2 separate regions of the Sus scrofa genome follow, and region 2 is linked to region 1. Evidence: chromatin contacts called from public HiChIP or PLAC-seq data. All regions are on one chromosome and are shown on one strand. Each heading gives the region's core, a stretch centred on a gene start, on an enhancer-like site or on the middle of the called end of the contact. The rest is flanking DNA. Distances are from core to core; before and after follow the strand shown. Region 1 overlaps EEPD1 (endonuclease/exonuclease/phosphatase family domain-containing protein 1). Region 2 overlaps LOC110257555 (a long non-coding RNA gene).

Region 1 (6,026 bases), core at 2,674-5,173:
CACAGAAGCACAGGATCTGGGCCACATCTGCAGCCTACACCACAACTCATGGCAACACCAGATCCTTAACCCAGTGAGTGAGGCCAGGGATCGAACCCACAACCTCATGGTTCCTAGTCGGATTCGTTAACCGCAGCCACGACGGGGACTCCTGAAGACTCATTTTAAACAGCAAAATACTGTATGTTCCTGGATTTTCAGTGTCCATGACTATGGTAGTATTAGTTGTACTAAGAGCAAAAACCATGGTAGCTAACCCTGATCATTTCCATGGCTAATGTCCAGGGCCAAGTAGCTTTATTGTCATCAGCCCTCTTACAGAGACAGGAGAGATGGCTCAGGGAAGCTGAGTAATTTCCCACTTTTAAGAGGTGGAGCTTAGATTATAATCCAGTCAATTAGACTCCATGCTTTGGTGATAAAAAGCTACTCTTAAGTTTACTAATACCTTTCCACACATTTGTATTTTATTCATCACCCCAGCCTTTATCCTAGACTAGGTGCTCCCTTCACCAACGTGGTTTGAGTTTCCTAGTCATGATCTGTGTGTGTGTGTGTGTGTGTGTGTGTATCCAGTATTTCTTTGTTCAGTGTGAAACAAGGATATTTGCAAAGCAATCTGAGTGCGGGATACTATATTTTTATGACTTTTCGGTCTTTTTACAATCACCTTGCCCACATCTCTTTTGACAGTAGTTTCTTTAAACCATTTGCTTTCATAGAGGCTTTCCAGACATTCATCTTCCCTTTTTTACAAACAGCTTCTCTTACTGCTCACTCCTGTTTCAGAAGTTGATGTCACATTTAGGAGATGGTCGTAATATGCACAAGTGACATAATAAACAAGTCTGGGGACAAACATCGCTGATCTTGGGTGAGAACATGGTGCCCTACTTGAGAGGGGAAGTGTACAGCCAATGGCCAGGAGCACTCAGCACGCCAGGAGTCTGGACCTCAGCGTGTTTTACACAGGGAATGGGGACAGTCTGGTGGGTCCCTTGAGCAGGGGTTGGCTAAGAGAACATCCCTTGTGTTTTTAAGAGCACAGGTACCTAACCCAGGCTATATTGTTGCTGTAGTTTAGTGACAGTTATTTGCTGTGATTGTATATTGTAGACCCCAGGCAGCAACCGCAGATCGTTACTGACCTGCTATTATGTTTCCTAGAGGATTAACCCCAAAATATAACTAGTTATAAATTCAAAGTTCATTGACCCAGTTCTCCCCCCTAAAATCTCCTGCATCTTTTGGAGGTGAACCAGTAATGAGCTTTTTAAAAATGTATGACTTAAGACCTGTTCTCGTTAGCATTTTCTTCAGTGCCATAGGTAGCCTGCTTGTGAAACTCAAGAATAATTATAAGCTAGGAGGAGCTTAATGAGCAGGTAGACTGGATTTGGTGGTGTATAAAACACCTCCCAAGTTTGTAACTCTGCAGCCTCTTTTTTAACTGTTCTGAATGTAGTCTTGAGGTTTGATTTTTGCTCAGGTTAAGTTCATGTCCACGCCCGTGAAACCGAGTGAGAGACCATGGCATCCCAGTACTCACAGGCTGAGCTCTGTTAAATGCTAGGCAGGACCATAGGCAATGGATTGTAAACTTGCATTGTGTTAGTTTTGATGCCTCCAACGTTTACAATAAAAATGCAAGGAGTTGTTAGATATTGTTAGAGGTTCAACTTGGAATGAAAAGTTGCTTCTGTCCTTTAAACTTTTGAGCAAATGGAAGAACATCTGAGACTCTAAGATGCTTGTTCAGAATATTACTCTTGGCAACAATTTATCTAATGTACTAACATCAGGAATTTCTTGTCATTGATCTACCAAAGAAAGATATAGAAAGAAACTGGGTGATGAGTGAGCGATGAGACTGCAAGGTCACCCGTAGCCCCTGATGTCAAATAAAGTTACCTGTGTTCATAAAAACAACGGTGGTATTTTTATTGACTGATTATATTGGTAAAGGCTGTATTAAATGGATGTAGTTCTTCTGAATCACAGACGTCCCTCCCAGCCCTGAGGCTTCTTCCACAGAGAGGGAAAATGATCACCCTTCCTACCAAATGCCCTTCACTTCAGTGAAGGAAAAGCAGTTGTTTCTACAGGTAAGATTGTATTGATTGGCTAGGGCTGTCATAGCAGAGTGGCACGGATTGGGTGGCTTAAACAAAACAAATTAATTTTCTTGCCGTTCTGGAAGCTAGAAGTCCAAGTTCAAGGTTTCTACAGGGTTGGTTTCTTCTGAGGCTTCTTTCCTTGACAAGCTGTTATCTCCATGTGTTTTTACATGGTCTTCCCTTGGTACCTGTCTGTGTCCAAATTTCCCTTTCTTCTAAGGACACCAGTCTTACTGGATTGGGGCTGCTCTCATGACATCCAGATACAGTCACACAGTGAAGTGGTGGAGGTTAGGATTTCAACATATGACTCTGGGGGGATTACAGTTCAGGCCACAGCAAGACGGTCGAAGAAAAATCGCCCAGGAACCTCCTCGGCTATTTGTGAGGAACCCATTCCTCTTGGTTTTTCCTAGAGCAGTCATGACTTCAAGTACCTTTAACAGTTTAAATGCTGGAGCCAATACAGTGGAGTTCCTTGGGTGACGGACTGCAGGACAGAAGGAACGGCTTTCTGGCTGGGCCGCCACAAGTACGCACCTGCTCCTAGGGGCTGCGGTTGGTTTCTCTTGAACTTCTCTCCTTCCCGACTTGCCAGTCCTTGGTTTTCTCCTGAAATGCCAGCAGTGACCCTCCCACCCTACCCACCCTGCCAAGGCAGCAGCTCCACTTTGCCAAGTTCTTTGCTTTGCCCTTTAAAACTTTTGTGCCTTTTAGCATGACCAAGGGAAGGGGAGATTCAGAAGGGTGGCTGTGAAGCCTGCTCAAGTTCAGCTTTCCCTGACTTGCTCTTAAGCACCCCAGCTGCAGGTGCCTACCGTTGGCATGTGTTTCCCCTCTCATCACAGTCCTGTTGTCATTGTCTCTGTGAAGCCCCCTGCACAGCCAGACGGTACATACAGCCCAGTTTCAGCACCGCAACACTCAGGCATTTGCGGAAATGAGAGATGACCCCTGGCTTCTATTGACTTATTTACTTTGTCCATATGCTGTTGCTCAGCCCTTTATATTCATTAACTCAATCTTTACACCATTACTGTGAGGTAGGTGAATGATTCCTATCTTACTCATAAGGAAACGTCTCTTTTTTTATTTAAAAAAGAAATGTATTTTTTGTCTTTTTAGGGCAGCACCCACGGCAGATGGAAGTTCCCAGGCTAGGGGCCAAATTGGAGAAACCAACCGCAGCTGCCGGCCTACACCACAGCCACAGCAACACCAGGTTCGACCCACATCTGCAGCCTACACCCCAGCCCTTGGCAATGCTGGATCCTTAACCCACCCAGCAAGGCCAGGGATCAAACCCATATCCTCATGGATCCTGATCGGGTTCTTAACCTACTGAGCCACAGCGGGAACTCCTATTTGTTTCTAATTTTATTGGAGTGTAGTTGACGTACCGTGTTGCATTAGTTTCAGGTGTACAGCAAAGTGAATCAACTCTGCATGTACATGTATCCATTCTTTTTTCCCATAGAGACTATTGAGTAGATTTGACTATTGAGTAGATTTGCTATACACACAGAGTCTTTTTTGGGTTTTGTTTTGTTTTTTAATTAAAGCTTAGTTGATCTGCAGTGTCGTGCCAGTTTCTACTGTACAGCCAAGTGAGTCAGCTCGTTCTCTCTCTCCCTCCCTCTCTCTCTCTCTGTCTATATATATATATATATGTATATATATTCTTTTTATTTTCCATCATGGTCTAGCCCAGGAAATTGGATGTTGTTCCCTGTGCTATACAGAGGGACCTTATTGTCTCTATAAGGAAGCTTATCTTAAACAACTTAAGTAAACTTGCCTGAGTCACGTGGTTGCTAAGTGTAGAGCAGCAGTTGAAAGCCAGGCAGAATTACTCAGAGCCCAAACTCTTTTTATGTTCAGAGTTTGGGCTCAGAGAATCCATAAACCTAGAGGTGGGACCAGGAGATTAAGGAAGGGGGCAGTTCTTTCCTAGCCTTTTTATATTTAGAAAGTATGAGAGACAAGTTTAATAGAGGGTGCTCCCTCGAGTGGGACCCAGCTGGTGCTTGAGGAAATTATCCAGTTTTGTCATCCAGTGAGGTCAGGAATTTAAGGCCTTTGGGGCATGGAATTTTTTAAAAATTGAGATATGATTTCCATTCCATACAATTCATCCCTTTCAAAATATGCAATTCACTGGTTTATGGTGTATTCACAGGGTCATGCCACCATCACCACTACTTCAGCACATTTTCGTCACCCCACAAGGAAACTCCAAACCCAAAACCCAAACCCTCCCCTCTTCTCAGCCCCAGGCAACGGCTCATCTACTTTCTGTCTCTGTGGATTTGCCTGTTCTGGACATTCCCTATAAAGGAAATTATGTAATAATTACATGGCCTTTTGTGTCTGGCTTCTTTTGCTTAGGTTCATCTGTGTTGTCACATGTAGAGTTCTTTTTTATGGTTGAATAATATTCCATCTTATAGATATACATCATTTTCTTTATCTCATCATCACCTGGCAGACATCTGGGTGGTTTTTACTTGGGGGCTACAGTGACTAGTGCTGCTATGAACATTATTGTACAAGTTTTTACATGATGTATATTTTCATTTCCCTTGGGTTTATACCTAAGAGTAGAGTCGCTAAGTCATGTGGTAACTCTGTCTTTAACATTCTGAGGAACTGGCAGACTGTTTTCCAGAATGGCTACACTGTTTCACATTCCCACCAGCAGTATAGGAGGGTTCCTGTTCCTCCACATCCTCTCTGACGCTTGTTTGTTTTTTTGTTTTTTATTTGGGGGGGGGCAGGATTGGGCGAGTACTCTTTTTTAAAAAATTGATGTATAGTTGTAAAATATTTTATGTTACAGGTATACAATATAGTGGTTTGCAATTTTTAAAGTTTCTAGTCCACTTAAGTTATAAAATATTGGCTATATTCCAAGTTGTACAATATGTCCTTGTAGCTATTTTTCATGATTTTTTTTTCCATTATAGTTGGTCTCTCTGACACTTGTTATTGCTTCTTTTTTATTATAGCCAGACTAGTGGGCCTGAGGTGGTATCTCATTAGGGGTTTTAGTTGCATTGCCCCAATGGCTACTGATATGGGGCAACTTCTCATGGGTTTACGGGCCATTTGCACATCTTCTTTGGAGATCCATCTATCTAGATCTGGGTAGACTGTTCTCACACCTGTGTCCGAGCTGATGAAATACGAGACTTGGGAGGGCTGACTCCCTTTTCACTCTGTATCCCCCCTTCCTTGCCCCTCAGTCGCAGGATCATCATACCAGAGCCTAACGTAGAGTATTTGCTTTGTGATGGGAAAAAGTGACCACCGTCCTACAGAAACACCCTCACCCTGCCCCCCAAATCCGGGAAGGAACCTGGAGAATTCCATTCGATGTGTTTCATTACATACTCTGGCTGGAGCGGGCTGGCTGCCCTGGGCCTGTAACACTGTCCTTGAGAAGCACTTGGTGTCCTCTGATTTTCTCATTTAAATGATGTGTTTTGGATGGAACTTTAGCACTTGTTTTCCCCCAAAGCCAAAATGTAATGTACAGTTTGCCAGGGTTTGTGGTGAGAGCTGAGCTTCGGACAGTTCATGGAGAGTATCTGCAGATCCCAGGACTCTGGGCCAGGAAAGGACCTTGAAGAAGCCCCTCCTCCAGGACTCTGCCTCAGTTGCCCCAGACAGACGAAATGACAGGTGTGAGGTTTTCTCACTCATTCTGTTGAGCCCCTCTCTGGAGAGGCGAGTCATCATACTCTTCAGTTTATAACACTCTCTCGTCTGTCAGTGCTAGGCCCCACTTGGTTTCCTTTAAAAATTGTCTTTTCTGGGAAGTACTCTTGTGGCTCAGTGGGTTAAGAACCTGACTGGTATCCATGAGGATGCGGGTTCGATCCCGGCCTCCCTCAGTGGGTTAAGGAT
Region 2 (5,241 bases), core at 931-3,430, 74 kb before region 1:
CTGTCCAATTGGCTCTAGGAGCTCAGGAGCCCAAGGGCAGTTCCATGAACAGGATCACAAGGATGAGTCCTGGGAGCGAGGCTCAGGAGCTGGTGGGTACACAGTGCCGGCGTGGGGCTAGGGCACCTTGATGGGACGCTGCCGTGTCCACTGCACAATCATGTCCACTGCACAGTCCGCTCAAAAGCACCTCACTGTACAGCCTCCAGGCACCTGGTTAAGAAAGTGCCAGGAGTCAGGCCTCTCAGAAGAGTTTTGCTTTCAGCTGTCCTGCCTCCCCATCCCCTCCCATGCCCATACCACTTTTTAAAAATTTTATTTATTTTTTAAAAATTTATTTTCTTGGAGTTCCTGTCATGGCTCAGTGGAAAGGAATCTGACTAGTATCCATGAGGATGCAGATTTGATCCCTAGCTTTGCTCAGTGGGTTAAGGATCCAGTGTTGCCATGAGTTGTGGTGTAGGTTGCAGATGAGGCTCAGATCTGGTGTGGCTGTCGCTGTGCTGTAGGCCGGCAGCTACAGCTCTAATTCAACCCCTGGCCCGGGAACCTCCATATGCCACAGGTGTAGCCCTAAAAAGACAAAAAAAGTATTTTCTTGAAGTACAGTTGATTTTCATTGTTGACTTAATTTCTACTATACACCAAAGCGATTCAGTTATTGAATTTAATTGGTCATGCTTGAAGGGTATCTGCTTGAAAAAGTCCTGCATTGTCAACCCATGAACATTATCGAGCACTTCTCTGTGCTGGACCTTGACTGGGGGTGCACAGACCATGACCAGTAAGACACCCTGATCTATTTTCTCAAAGGCTAGAGGACAATAAAGACAGGAAAATAGTGGATTTTAGCTCAAGAGGAATCACTGTGTTCAGGGCATTTCAAGGTGAGACACAGGAGACAGTAAAACATTGGACCAAGGAGGTGACATTTGAGTCTGGGTTTTAAAGGATGAATAAGAGCCCTTTCGAGCAGCATGAGCAAAGCTATGAAAGCACAGTAAAGCCGGGTCTGTGCTGTGGGCTTGGAAGCTGCTGAGAGAATGAGGGAGTGAAGGAATTGCTGGGTGTGTGGGCCCAGTGCTTGACCTCTCTCAGGAGGAGAGGGCACGGGTTCAATACCATTACCATCAGTAGTTTTTGCTCCAAACTACACCAGCCTTTCCTGCTCATCCTTCTGAGCCCCCACGAGCCTCTCACCCGCCTTCCAGGCCAGCAGCCTGGGATGTGAGCATCTGGTACCCTGACGTGTGAGGGGCAGAAAGGAAGGAAGAGGACCGGCCCTGCCCGATGCTCTTTTTTCCTTCCATCACTGTCCGTACCCCACCGACCTGTAACCCGGCTGCAGCATCACCTTGTGAAGTTCGATTGCTCTGATTTTAATTATATCTTGTGGGGGTTGTGCGTGTGGCTTGCGGAAATGCTCGGGCCATGGATCGGACCTGTGGCGCCGCACCAGATCCTTTACCCTAGACCACAGGGAACTACTCTGCCTTGTGAAGTTTGAAACCACGGAAAGAAGAGTTTGTCCTGGTCTGAACATTCCTTTGAGACTTGTCGGCAGCAGATATCCCTCAGGATAAAACACAAATTGAATCTCCTGTCTCCCAGACCGAGTGTCTTCAAGGTCAGAGTCACAAATCCCACAAGATGTATGAAGTCTGGGGGTCCCTGGGGAGGGGCAGGCAGCAGGGGCCTGGGTTGGCAGGGGTGGAGTGGGGGGCACCAATCACCAGCGCCTCTCACCAGATCCTGGATAATCAAAGACCCCAAAGGCTTTTTACTGATTAGCTGGATGAGGCCATGGGATTAATGGCAATAATAGGGCTCAAGGACAAGACCCCACATTTTCAAAGAGAAGAAAAGGAGATCAGCTGAGTAAGAGAAAAGATGGCCTTTTCTCCCCGCAGCAGCATTTCCTCAGGCCCCCTCTCTGCGCCAGGGGAGAGTCTCCTGTGAAATCTCACCCTGCAAATCCCCAGGGTCTTCTAGTTTCACAGTTCCCACCTGATGTCCTGCGGGCCTGGCCCCCTCTAGAGTCCCTTGAGGACGTAAAAGGGGCAGGGGGACATTTAAAAGCAGATTCCCCCATTAATAGCAAATGGGAGCAGTCAGGGCTGAGGCTTAGGGTGGCCTGCGTTGCCCTTGGTCTCTGTCCTGTCTTTGTCCCCAGATGTGCCGGGTGAGTTAGGCAGCGTCTTTAAAATCCTGGGATGACTCACTGGCAGGAGCTTGGCAAATGCAGAGCGTGATTGTGACACAGAATAATCTCGGTTCCATGTCCCAAATATCTGTTGCTAAGAATTGGAAGGAATGTTATTTTCTTTCTGAGAATTTACAATTTGACCGGTGTCGGGGGAGGAATTTCATTAAGGAGTCGGGGGTGGGGGAATGCTCTCTTTATGGAGTTAGAGTGTTTCTCCTCCTAGGTACTCACTGCAGACTCATATCCACATAGCCCGGTATGCTAGCTGCAACTGCTCCCACATTACAGACGTTTCACAGATGTTACTGTGTAGCTGCAAGAGAGTCATGAACCTTTGAAACTCGAATTTGCACCCAGAACTCTCTGACTTGAAAAGTTCCATTTTTCTACCTCAATGCTACCTTAAATTCAATGAAAACTTTTTTCTTTTCTCTTTTTGAGAATTAAACATCCTCTCCTGGATGTAAGAGACCGAGTTGCTGCTGGTCCCCCGTATCTAATTCTTCCCAGGTGGAGTCAGGCTTGAGGAAATTAGAAGAGGACCCCACTCTCTAACCTGAAATTCTTGGGCCAGATGTGTTCTAAAATCAGAAACAAAAATGCAGGATGTTTTGGATTTTAGGAAGAAATTATAGTATACATGTCATGTCTTACATAAGTGCTAGTATGGTCTGGGGCGGCACCCTGAAATGAAGCACGTTAATATTTCTGCAGTGAAATAGTCCCCACAGTTCAGTACATAAAGATTATAAAGAGCCGCACAGGAATTTAGGTCAGGTTTTTTGCTACCAAGTTAGGTATGCGCCAAGCTTCAGGTTTTCGGAGCTTTGGGGACTTGGGAGTCAGTGTGAGGAGCGGTGAACCCGTAGGTGGTATTTACAGGTCCTTCTGCTCTAAATCCTCTCCGGATGCGCCTGGTGGCGGAGGTCAAGAACAGGCACTCCACGGAGGTGCCTGGTCTGGAATCCTTTCAGCTGCGCTGGAGGAGGAACCCATCATCCCTGGGCATTTTTGGGATACAAGGACCAGGGAGCCATGCTCTCTTGCTGACTGCCTCGGAGAGCTGTGTGTCCTTAGAGAAAGTGCTGCACCTCTCTGGTCTACTGAGTGGGGAGGTGGCAGAGGGGATGCCCTGGATGCTCTCAGGACAATTGGCCCACTGCCACTCTGGGGCCACTGTGAAGCTACGCAGACCTTGGGACCAGGGCTGAGCATCCATGCCCTCCACGCCCCTGGACAGCCACCCCTTCCACTGCAGTCATCCTTGTCCAGAGGTGCAAGTTTTGGGGGATGAGATTTAACTGCTTGTGTCAGAGTCCATCCCTCCAGGCACCCACTCAGCTTGGACCTGATGACTTACCAGCTCCTATATTACAACTATTATTACTACTCATTCGTCGTAATTAGTAATAACTCTTTAGTTATTACTGCTAATGAGCAGAGTAACAATGGATCTGCCTCATCGAATGAGCAGGAAGCTCCAGGGAGCTAGCGTGCGTTCAGCTCAGTGCCTGGAACCCCCATAACACCTGCAGAGAAGCAGCTGTACTAATCTTATGGCAAAGAGCAGGACTTTATCAGTGTCCAGGCGGCCGCCACAGCAAGGGGCCACAGCCTGGATGGCTTCAAACAACAGAAACTGATTCTCTCACAGGGCTGAGGCTACAAGTCTGAAACAAAGGTACAAGCAGGGTCGGCTCCTTCTGGAGGTTCTGAGGGAGAATCTATTCCACACCCTTCTTCACCCTCCAGTGCCTGCTGCCCATCCCGGGCACCCCTTGACTTGCAGTCACAGCGTTCTAATCACCCTCCACCTTCCCATGCCCTTCTCCCTGTGTCACATCTTCCCCTTTCCTCTCATAAGGACACCAGTCACTGGATTTAGGGTCTGCCCTTACGCCAGAAGCATATCATGAGTCTTTCATTTAGTTACCTCGGCAAAGACCCTATTTCCAAATAAAGCCATTTTCACAGGGAGCAGGGATTAGGATTTGAACATCTCTCTTTTTTTAATTAATTAATTAATTTTTTCTTTTTTTATTACTTAATGGATTTTATTACATTTATAGGTGTACAACAATCATCACAAACAAATTTTATAGCATTTCCATCCCAAACCCTCAGTGCATCCCCCCACCCCCCAACCTGTCTCCTTTGGAAGCCATAAGTTTTTCAAAGTCTGTGAGTCAGCATCTGTTCTGCAAAGAAGTTCATTGCATCCTCTTTTTATATTCCACATGTCAGTGATAACATTTGATGTTGGTGTCTCATTGTATGGCTGACTTCACTCAACATGATAATTTCTAGGTCCATCCATGTTGCTAAAAATGCCAGTATTTCATTCTTTTTAATGGCTGAGTAATATTCCATTGTGTATATGTACCACATCTTCTGGATCCACTCCTCTGTTGATGGACAGCTAGGTTGTTTCCATGTATTGGCTATTGCAAATAGTGCTGCAGTGAACATTGGGGTACATGTGTCTTTGCGAGTCATGGTTTTCTCCGGATAGATGCCCAGGGCTGGGATTGCTGGATCAGATGGTAGTTCTATGTTTAGTTTTCTGAGGAATCTCCATACTGCTTTCCACAGTGGTTACACCAATTTACAATCCCACCAACAGTGTACTAGGGTTCCTTTTTCTCCACACCCTCTCCAATACTTATTGTTTGTAGACTTTTTGATGATGGCCATTCTGGCGGGTGTAAGGTGATACCTCCTAGTGGTTTTGATTTGTGTTTCTATAATAATGAGTGGCTCAATGCCTGAACATCTCTTTTGAGGGGAGCCAATTCGACCCACTACCGGGCTGGCCGTTAAGTTTGCAAACTTGAGAGTAGTGAACCATCCACCACATGTGATGGCAGATTGTCAGGGGGCCCCTGCAGGAGTCTTCAATACAGGAGCCACTGTGGCACAGTGTAAAGGGTGAGGGGCTCAAGGGCTGGCAGATCATGCCCCAAGTCCCTGGGCAGAGCTACTTCACCAGAGGGAGACTCAGTTTCCTTATCTCTGAAATGGGCACAAAAGCCCTA

The links. HiChIP or PLAC-seq counts read pairs in DNA pulled down with a chosen protein or histone mark.
Region 2: a contact with region 1 is called in an H3K27ac HiChIP or PLAC-seq map of alveolar macrophages. The contact joins two enhancer-like sites. A contact is called at or near these places in 1 of 5 promoter capture datasets (fetal skeletal muscle), 3 of 47 Hi-C or Micro-C datasets (liver and skeletal muscle) and 2 of 2 datasets of contacts at active chromatin or transcription factors (alveolar macrophages and skeletal muscle).

Annotation. Positions count from the first base shown.
Region 1 is chr18:37,929,343-37,935,368 of Sscrofa11.1, reverse strand. The region is part of intron 2 of EEPD1 (endonuclease/exonuclease/phosphatase family domain-containing protein 1); the gene reads left to right. Among named protein-coding and RNA genes, the nearest start is that of EEPD1, 16 kb to the left of the region's middle. Within about 2 kb of position 3,923, at least 5 of the 83 cell types and tissues checked have an H3K27ac peak or open chromatin away from gene starts, as enhancers often do. A contact at or near this core is called in alveolar macrophages, where this site is marked.
Region 2 is chr18:38,002,035-38,007,275 of Sscrofa11.1, reverse strand. LOC110257555 (a long non-coding RNA gene) reads right to left here. Exons shown (of 3, transcript XR_002340333.1): 3 at 4,845-5,241. Among named protein-coding and RNA genes, the nearest start is that of EEPD1, 56 kb to the right of the region's middle. Within about 2 kb of position 2,180, at least 4 of the 83 cell types and tissues checked have an H3K27ac peak or open chromatin away from gene starts, as enhancers often do. A contact at or near this core is called in alveolar macrophages, where this site is marked.